Regions from separate parts of the Mus musculus genome. Here region 2 is linked to region 1. Evidence: chromatin contacts called from public promoter capture Hi-C data. All regions are on one chromosome and are shown on one strand. The core of a region is the stretch at or near the end of the contact, and the rest is flanking DNA. Distances in the headings are between cores, read along the strand shown. Region 1 holds the start of Ikzf5 (IKAROS family zinc finger 5). Region 2 holds the start of Mmp21 (matrix metallopeptidase 21).

Region 1 (5,011 bases), core at 1,513-4,012:
ACCACTGAAGGGCTGAGGAGTGGTAGGGCCAGCTCTTCTGCACCCCCCTCCACCAGGCACCCTCTTTGTACCTTATGGTAAAACAGGATCTTACCACATAGCCCAGGCTGGCCTAGAACTCTCAACCTTCCTGCTTCTGTCTCTACGGTGTGTGTGTTGGGGGGTGAGAGGGGTGGTGTTACAGGTATTTGTCACTGTCCTGGCTCATGTCTCCACTCTCTTTGTCACTTTTTATCATAGCAATCTATATATTTTCACCATAATTAAGTGCCTCTGAGGTTCTCAGCCTTCAACAGCTCTACACAATCCTAAAGGCTAAACTCTCAAACTCTTTTTAAAATAGTGTCATTCCCTGCTTGTTACAGCGTCCTTCTTTTCCTCCTAGATTCTAAAACCTGTATCCAGTGAGCCTCTTTGTCCTGTAATGATCCCTGCCATTGCTCTCTCCGTTGAGCTCAGGGGTACACTGTGGACCCCTTGAGGTCTTTTTTTTCCTACTGCTAACTAACACGTGGTTAGGTAGAAGCAGGTCTAAATGGTGAGGGTGAACTTCTTTAACACATGTGCTTTAGTCTATACTGTATCTGCTATGGCACACGGTGCCTCGTGAATGGGAGTAAAGACATTTACTGAAAGCTGGCTAACCATTATGCTCGTCTCTGTGCCTTACAAAAACGTTTTCATTCAGCCCTCGCAACAACCCTACAGATAGGTACCGTCCTTCCCGACCCCCACTTTACCCATCAGAAAACAGACTCAAAGAGTTTAAGCAACCGCTTAAGGTTATACCACAGAGCCTGGGCTCTAGATCCAAGCAGTTTGGCACCAGAACTTAATTAATTAACTACCATGCTTCAGGCAAATTTCAGCAAAATATACTATTTTTTATAAAAGAGATCCAAAACCTACGCAAGACAATAAGGCACAAATCTAAACAAAATACTTCCGTGGTATCTCCGACCAAGGAGAAGCAGCAGTAGTTTTTGTCAAAGTCACCTAATCCTTTGTCTGAAATCGCTACATCTCAAGGTTAAATAGCTACTTGTTAAGAGGTTCATGCAAAGTAAGAGAGACTGGAAGCTGGAAGAGCACCAAGGGCTTGTAGGCTAGAAAAACAAAGGGTGGCCAAACTCAACAACCCAGACAAGTCTGCTGGCTACATTATTATTAAGCAACAATTATTAAACAGTATTAAATAATAATCACAAGAACCCATTTCTAATCCTTTGTGACAATACACTAACACAACTTTATTAATTTCCTAAACACCCCAAGCTTGTAAAACAATAAAATAACGTTAATTATCTACAATGTGAGGCAAAGAGGTGCAGACTTGCTTCACCGTTTACAAGCTACTTCCTCTCATCAGTAGCTTGTAAAACCGGGAATAAATACTGCAGGATTTTGATTGCTCGCCAGAATAATGGGTGAGACTTGAGACTTAACATCTGCCCGAGGAAATTTTAAGATTACTATTTAGCTGGAGGGTTTCCAGCTAACTACAACCACAGCAAAGGCACCCAACTGTCCTTTCACTTCAAAGTTAGCTAAATGGGCTCGTCAATCGCCTAAGTAGAGAAACATCCTCCAGGAAAGCTGTCTCTTTCAGGCACCTGAAGAAATAGCACCAAGTCCAGCTAACGTAGGTTTGCTCATGGTTCAACCCATTGCCCCCTCTGACTGGTCAGAGTGTCTTCTGTTATTCTGACAGATGCTGTCATCTGCACTGTACTGTGTGTCCTAATTCCAAGCTCAGGAAATCCGAGAGAGCAAAGGGAGGCCAGAAACATCCTGGTGAGACAAGAGGCTGGCCTCAGACCAAGTTTGAGGAAGAGGACTAGAATGGGCTTTTGGGCTCCTCAGAATCTAAGGGAGCTGGTCAGATCCCCGCAGTGAGATAAAGCCTAAGAAATTCCTTCCCTGAATGGTTAAGACCCAGAAATATGAGAGGTCCCTTCCAGCTGGGCTGCTGAAGGGAAGAGAGTGTCAATAGGCTCGACAAGCAGGCCTAGATTTTAGTCATTAAAAATCATCATTATCGGTTGGGTGATGGTGGCGCACGCCTTTAATCCCAGCACTCGGGAGGCAGAGGCAGGCAGATTTCTGAGTTCGAGGCCAGCCTGCTCTACAGAGTGAGTTCCAGGACACCCAGGGCTATACAGAGAAACCCTGTCTCGAAAAAAAAAAAAAACAAAACAAAAACAAAAACAAAAAAAACCCCAAAAAACAAAACAAAAAAATCATCATCATCATCCGGGGAAATGTGGCATGAGCTGGGACGGATCCTGAAGGAAAACCAGACGGAGGTGAAGGGTCTGTGGAGACCCAGCCCCAGGCTCAGCCCCCTCCACCAGCCTCCCAGACCCCCAGCCCATTAGGAAAAGATGACGTCGCCAGGAATCAGTGTGGCCACAGGCCTCCTGAGACGGTCGCTTCGACCGACCCCACTCACCAGCCCGCCCATACGCCACAGCTGGAGCGCAGAGACCGCCATCCTCGCTTCGGGCAGGGTGGCCCTGTTAAGCTCGCAAGGCTTTCCACGAACCCTTGCGCAAGACTCCCTCGGCCTGGCAAGCTCGGGCCCTGCCCACTCCGAGCATCCGCCCCTCACACACCCCTTTGAGTCCCCGCCCACTGCCGCCTACGGAACCCCAGGAGAGACATAATTCTCTCCTTGCTCCCTGCAGCACGCTCACGCGAGACTTGGGCAAGGCGTGGGGCGGGCGGGAAGGGAGCGGAGACACAACAAATATGGCGGCTACAGCTGCGACGCTGACGAACGCTGAGGCGGTGGCGGTGGCGGCGACGGCAGTGAAAAGGGCTGTGGGGATTCCTCGGTGCGGTTGTCAGGAGGTGAGTCACGGGGGGCGGTCAGCTTCCACGGCGGCGCTACGGTTACTCAGGGCACGTTGACGGAATGGCGGAAGGTAAAGTGCCGGGTTCATTGCTAGCCGGCTAACACCGCTTTCGCCTTGGCCACAGCGGAGGGTCCTGCGTGCCCCGTGGGCTGCCAGCGTGGTGACTCGGGACTCTCTTGGGCTCGTAAGTGACTGGGTGCGCCGCCCGGAGGCTCGCGAGCGAGTCGGCGCCGTCGGGCCGCAGCTCGGAGCTCAGGGTGGGGAGCTGTCTCCGGCTTTGACAGGTGGCGATCGCAGGGAGCATCCCTGTGTAGTGCATTCTCGGGGTGCCAAAGTCGACCCCAGCAACCCCGGTGTATCCTGGATAGGGTGTTAACCCCGGGCTGCTGTTGGGAAGGAGTTTTCTTTCTCTCATGACCTGGCGTCTACTGCCTGTACTTTCCAATGTTGGGAACAGGTGAGGCTGGGGAGGATCTTCCGACTCATTCAAGATTTCTGTCCCCGATCGATTCATCATCGATCGACTGTCGGGAATGTTCTTGGATGCTCAATGTGGCTCCTCCTCAGCTAAGCGTCCAAGTGCTGTCTGTCTAACTGTAGATCCTAAGTATAGTCAGTGGTAGCTGCCAGTAACCACATGGCCTCTTTAATGACTCCTTTGTGTGCTGGTCAGAACCGGACAGAGGAGTGAGAACGGACATGAAGACTTCTGAAGTTGTGAGGTCCAGGGAAATTACACTTAGAAGACACAGCATGAAAACAGCTGCTTAAAACATCTGGACTACTTGTAAGACTTTGTCTTGAGTTTATGTTGTCTTCAGCACAGCTGAGGATGAACGTTTTCTTGGAAGTTCCTTGCGGGGGAACTGGGATGTTTGAAGTTCTTTTCCTGTAAGGGTCCCGTGTTTCCCAGGAAACCGTAACTGTTGTACTGTGGGACACTGAAGATGGGCTTCAGATATGCCGTGGTTGAGTCCTGGTGGTTGTTACATATATTTCCCTGGCGATAGAGCTAATGTACTTTTATGTGCAACTGGACTTATTCAGCAACATTAAGCCTGGCATCTCTTGAAATTAGCATATTATATATGAATGGCATTGAAGTTTTTTTGTTAAAAGTAAATGACCAGTGGCAACATGATAGTAACACAAATGGCTAGGATGTAATTGTGGGCCACCAAGCTTGCCCTTGCTTTTTTTTTTTTTTTTCAGTTAATGATAATGACACACAAATTATGTTATTAACTTGTTACTAAGCCTGTAGTCCCTAGCAAAGTTTTCACTTACGTGTCTTTCTTTGCAGACTTCTTGTGGCTTTTGAATTTTAGTTGAAATTCCCTCCATGGCCTTTTGGACGCCTTTGTTGTATCTCCAGAGTAAATTTCAATTATTCAACATTTCAGCAGTGTTGCCGTGGAAAGTAAAAAGTGGAGCTAAATTGGGGTGAACAGGTTAGATTGTATCATTCTTTTTTTGGATTTCTTCAGATGTGGCTTCATTTCTGTTTTCCTTTTTATGTTTTCTGACTTCTCAGAAGAGCCTTATCACAGTGTTCATGCATTCAGAGTCTTTAGCAGACGGGAACTCAGGAATTGTGTTCTAATTCTTTTTGAAGGTCCATGTTACTCTGTATGAACTAAGTCTCGTTTGTCAGCCTTTACTAATGTAAATTCTCTTGGAGAGTAAATCTTTCAATGACCATAATCAACAGGTTATAGAAGTAAACACAGCTATTGAACAATAAAGAACTTCAGTAGGCCTGACTAACCTCTGGGTTAATTGTCACATAAAAAGTTGGGCTAACCCAGTACAGGGGAATGCCGGGGCCAGGAAGCAGGAGTGGGTGGGTTGGGGGGCAGGGCGGGGGGAGGGTATAGGGGACTTTCGGGATAGCATTTGAAATGTAAATGAAGAAAATACCTAATAAAAAAAAAGTTGGGCTAAGTATTCTTCCTTATCAGTAGTAACCCTTCAGTTAAACATTTCTTTTAAAGCAGTGCTAGGTAAATGTAATACCTTATACTGTTCTTTGAATTCTCCTTTGTGTAGAGGGCATCTCTAGCACTCAGAGAGATGACTAGGGTTTGGTTGGGTTTTTTGTTTGTTTGTTTGTTTTTTAAGGTTATACACATTTTATTGCTGAAACTATTTAG
Region 2 (5,011 bases), core at 1,315-3,814, 2.3 Mb before region 1:
AGGCAGGCAGATCTCTGAGTTTGAGGCCAGCCTGGGCTACAGAGTGAGTTCAAGGACAGCCAAGGCTACACAGAGAAACCTTGGGGAACATGATTTATATCTCATGTGCTTTGGTGTTTTGCCTACATGTATGTCTGTGTGAGGGTGTCAGATCCCCTGGGACTGGAGTTAAAGATAGCTGTGAGCTGCCATGTGGGTGCTGAGAATTGAACCCAGGTCCTCTGGAAGTTAAGAGCAGCCAGTGCTCTTAACTCCTGAGCCTTCACTCCAGCCCTCTATTCCCTTTTTTTCCTCCCATTGTTTTCAAGGCTGGCTGTAGCAGGAAACCTAATAGACACCGATGTATCTAGGGTAAACATTAGAATGAAATAGTTGGTTTTCACTGCATCTAGGGTAGACACCAGAATGAAAAGTTGTTTCCTAGAAATACTCTGGTCTTGACGAAATCGTTGTAGGAAAACACGATTGTTTTCTGTTTGTTATCTATAGGGTTGCTTTTCTGAAGGAGCTTAAAGCCTTCACACAACATTGGTCACAAATGGCCTCGGCACACCTGACATATCGTGCATTATTGAGCGCTGCAAACAGTGCACAGAAAGGACTAATGTTTCAGGGGAGTGAGGTTTTCCTTCAGGAAACAGATTAGGTTAGGGGCTTTGGGATGAGGGACTTGTTTTACCTCCCTGCGCCCCCCCAAAAGAACCCCAACTTCTGTGTAACAATCAATAAATAGACTTGATGGCCCTTTGACAATCAAATCAGTCTACAGAAACTGGATCTCCCCGCTGCCAGCCAGCAAGGCTGTAATCCATCTTTCTTCGATTGCCATGGATCTCCAGGTCACCCAGTGGTCACGGATGCGCACAGTGCAGGAATCACCTGTGAACCTTCTCCACTGCTCATCACCTTAAAGCAGAGTAAGGGACAGCTCTCTACTAGTGAAAGGACAGGACTGTCCTCTCTGAAAGAAAACAGGTCAGGTTTCAGGATTTTCACAAGTGACCATTTCAGACTCTAGAAAAGACGGACTATCTGGCAATGAGGTGCACGATCATGTTGGATGCTGGACTCACCACGGCACGTGGGGGATGATGGAGGAGGGAGAGGAGCCAGCTGAGGCAGTTTGAAAAGAAAGTGGAAGAGAGGATGAAAGGGGTGCCACTGCTCCTAGGGAGGCTGCAGGAGAGACAAGCCCACTAACAGGCAGCAGAGCAGGAGGGTCCTCATGGTTGGTGGGGAGGGCATTGACTGAACGTTGCCTCCATACTACAAATGTCTCATGTATGCTCTTCCATCTCGGGTGCCGAATGACACTGCTCACAGCGGGGCCTCGAGCTAGGCAAGGCAGGGCTTGGGTGCAGATGGGGACTGTGAGATTCCAGGCTTAGCTCTAGACTCCAGGGGCTCAGGCCTGCCTCCTTTCACTCCTTCAGGCTGTGTAGTGTGTATGTATGTATGTATGTATGTATGTATGTATGTATATATGTATGTATGTAGTTTGTTATGGGCCTCAGTGGTTCTAGTTTACCCTCACATAGACTCACTGACCACACATTAGAATTTCACAGTAAGTAGCTGTATTCAGGAACACCTGGGTACCAGGGCTTCCTATGGAGTTGTGACACATGTACAATGTACATACACTTTACAGACATACACATATGTGTCTGCAAGGAAATTCAGCATGGTCCTGCCCACTGCAGGGAAACTGTTTTTCTTGCGATGGTTCTAAAATTCACTTTGCTCTATGTTGAATAGACATTCTAATTTTTAAATTACATTATTTGCTATTTCTTTGGACAGTGAAGGTTATGAAGGTTATAAAGCCATAGGCCGGGTCCTTAAAGGCATGTTGTCAGGGGGTAGGCCCTGCCTTGCAGCAGCACAGGTGGACACATCCCTGGAGATCAGAGAGCAACTTTCGGGAGTTTGTTCTCTCCAAACATGTGAGGTCAGGGGATTGAATCTAGGTCATCCAGTTTGGCAGTAAGTGCCTTTACCTCCTGAGCTATCTTACCTACCCCAGATTTCTCTCTCTCTCTCTCTCTCTCTCTCTCTCAATAAAAACCACCAGTAAGAAAGAAAAGAAAAGAAACTAAAGTTTGAGAAACAAATTAACATGCCCTAAGCCCAGACCACCCAGAAAAAAGAGACTAAACCAAACTGAAGGTTATGAAGGTTATAAAGCCATAGGCCGGGTCCTTAAAGGCACGTTATCAGGGGGTGGGCTCTGCCTTGCAGCAGCACAGGTGGACGCACCCAGCACTTCTCCCTCAGTTCATTTAGGAGCAAACCCAATCACTAAAGTCAACACAGGAGAGCAATCCACAAGTTCACCACTCAGAAGTACTGTGATCCAGGACTGAAGGAAGAGGGATTGTCACACCCATGAGAAAAGTGGCCCTGGGGTCTTCAAAGGCAGCTTGCTTGGGCCTCAGAAGCAGCCTCCTAGCAGGCACACTTCAGAGCTGGGTGACAAAATACTTGCTTGCTTATAAAAGGACCCCACCATGCCCTGCTCCTTAGGAGGGGAGACAGGGACGCAGTAAGGTAGGAGGACCAGAGTCCCAGTGAAGCCATGCTTGCTGCCTCTGTCTTGCGTCTGACACTGCCGCTCTGCTGGCTAGTTGCACCCCAGCCCACCCAGCCTGAGAGGCTCTTCCACAGCCGGGACCGTTCGGACCTGGAGCCATCTCCCCTGAGCCAGGCCAAGCCCATTGCTGACCTCCATGATGCTCAGGTAAGAGGAGATGCAGAGAGCAGCAGCATTTGTGTGGAATGAAACCTGGAGCCTCGTGCATGCTAGGCAACCACCTCTCCCACGGAGTTACACATAGTTCTGTCTGATGTTAACCCTAGAAGCATCAGTGTCTAGGCAGCTTCGAGCCTGCAGAGAGCAGCTTTAAATGTCAGAGGATATTTGAAGGTGAACATGTCAGAGTCTAAGGCACTGTGCTGATGGCATCCCTCTGTTGGCCTCCTGCCAGCCTGGGTATACAGAGAAAGGACAGTACTGGCACAGATCCCCGCAAAGTGCTATTGAGTGCCATCCACTGTCACAACCAGACTAGGGTTGCCTTTCTCCAGTCATGGCTCTGAAGTCTGGGTCTTACCTCAAGCAGACAGATGACCAAGATTTCCCCTAAACATTTGGTTCCTCTAAACTTCTGGTTCCAGGGTGCCCCTAGTGTGGAGGGCAGTGAGAAGCTATGATGTGCCAAACTTGCTTTGGATGCCAAGGGCACCCCTATAGCCCCTGCCTTCCCTGCCCCTACATGCTAGAAACCACCAGCCCACAGTGTGTATCCACCTCCAGCCTTGCCCTCTGGCATGGCCCCTTCCCTCCAGTCCCACCACCTGGCTGCCTTCAATTCTGCCCCCCTACGGGCCATGTGGCACCCATGACTCCACTCTGGTAGATCCTGGATAAAGTCCTTTTATCTTTAGCTTCATTCTGTGTATCTCCTGTCTCTCCCCAGCTAACACAGCACAGGAAAAGTCCCAGCAGGAGTCAACCTTATGAACTTAGGGCTTCTCTTTCCCACAGAGCTTCCTATTGAAATATGGCTGGTCAGAGATACCTAGCCCAAAGGAGTCAGCAGGAGTCCCTGTGGGATTCACCTTGGCTCAAGCTGTACGTAGATTCCAGAAGGCGAACAGACTGCCAGCCAGTGGGGAATTGGACTCACCTACACTGGCCGCTATGAACAAGCCACGCTGTGGGGTTCCTGACACACGGCTGCCCCCTCGGGCTGCCCTGCCAACCCCACCAGCCCTGCTGACCTCTTTAGGTCTCCGGCCCAGGGCCAGACAAAAGCGCTTTCTTCAAATGCTGTTCCCCAAGCCAGATGGGCAACAGGAGGATGCCTCAGACACTGGGGCCAGCAGGGCCTTCTCCAAGAAGACACTGACCTGGAGGCTGGTGGGAGATGCCTACAGCAGCCAACTCTCTGGGGATGAGCAGAGGTACATCTTTAGACTGGCCTTCAGGATGTGGAGTGAGGTGACACCACTGGACTTCCGGGAGGACCGCACTGCCCCTGGCACCATGGTGGACATAAAGCTGGGTTTTGGGAGAGGTAAGAGGGGTGCCAGACTGGGGTTCCTTCCTGCCTACTCTGCAGGCACCCTCTGGCTCGTCCATCAAGGCCCCATGCCCAATATGATGCTTAGGGCAACCTGGGCCAATTAGCTTGATTGCCTTGTTGCCCCGAGTGGTGTGGACTTATATATGAAGCCACCGTTACCTCCTTGATGGCAGACTGGACAAATAACCTGTCTTCTACAGCCCATCTGTGACTAGAGATGTTCCCATCCACCTTGCTGCTTTCATGGGCTAATTTCCTAATTCTAGGGCACATAAGACATGGTTTGTGACAAAAGTAACAAGGGGACCCAGCTCTAATGCCATTTCCTTCACCAGCACTGGCAACACACACACACACACACACACACACACACACACACACACACACACACACATACACACACACACACACACACACAGAGAGAGAGAGAGAGAGAGAGAGAGAGAGAGAGAGAGAGAGAGAGCACATAGCACAGTTAGCATCTAGATGTTTCTAGTCTTTTTGGTTTTGTGTTTTTGTTTTTTTTTTTAAATTTTTTTGTGGTTCTTTTTTCAAGATGAAGGTTTTCCTGTGTAGCTCTGGCGATCCTGGAACTCCCGCTGTAGACCAGGTTGGCCCAGAACTGAGATCTGCTGGCCTCTGCTTCCTGAGTGCTGGAATTAAAGACATTCGCCAACAGGCCCTGCTAGTTTCTTAGTCTTTATAGCCTCACAGTTCACAGACACCAGGCAGCTCAGTCTGCGCCCACAGAGCTTCCACAGGGCCAATAGCTGCACCAGGTCCAGGAAGCTGTGGTGCTGTCAGAGTCTGTGCTGTTAGGGAGGGCTTCAAGATGAGCACCTTCATTCACGGCTACCCACCCCTCTCCTCACACCAGGCCGGCACCTGGGCTGTCCACGGGTGTTTGACGGGAGTGGACAGGA

The links. Promoter capture Hi-C pulls out the DNA fragments that hold promoters and counts their contacts.
Region 2: a promoter capture Hi-C map of liver shows a contact between it and region 1, with 4 times the contacts expected there. The contact joins the promoter of Mmp21 here to the promoter of Ikzf5 in region 1. A contact is called at or near these places in 2 of 39 promoter capture datasets (both in liver) and 1 of 9 other capture datasets (liver).

The regions. Positions count from the first base shown.
Region 1 is chr7:131,408,229-131,413,239 of GRCm38.p6, reverse strand. Ikzf5 (IKAROS family zinc finger 5) reads left to right here and starts at 2,762. Exons shown (of 4, transcript NM_175115.4): 1 at 2,762-2,853. It overlaps Acadsb (acyl-Coenzyme A dehydrogenase, short/branched chain), which reads right to left and starts at 2,639. Exons shown (of 11, transcript NM_025826.4): 1 at 2,453-2,639. The coding sequence starts at 2,494.
Region 2 is chr7:133,677,614-133,682,624 of GRCm38.p6, reverse strand. Mmp21 (matrix metallopeptidase 21) reads left to right here and starts at 2,564. Exons shown (of 7, transcript NM_152944.1): 1 at 2,564-2,740; 2 at 3,548-4,079; 3 at 4,966-5,011. The coding sequence starts at 2,579.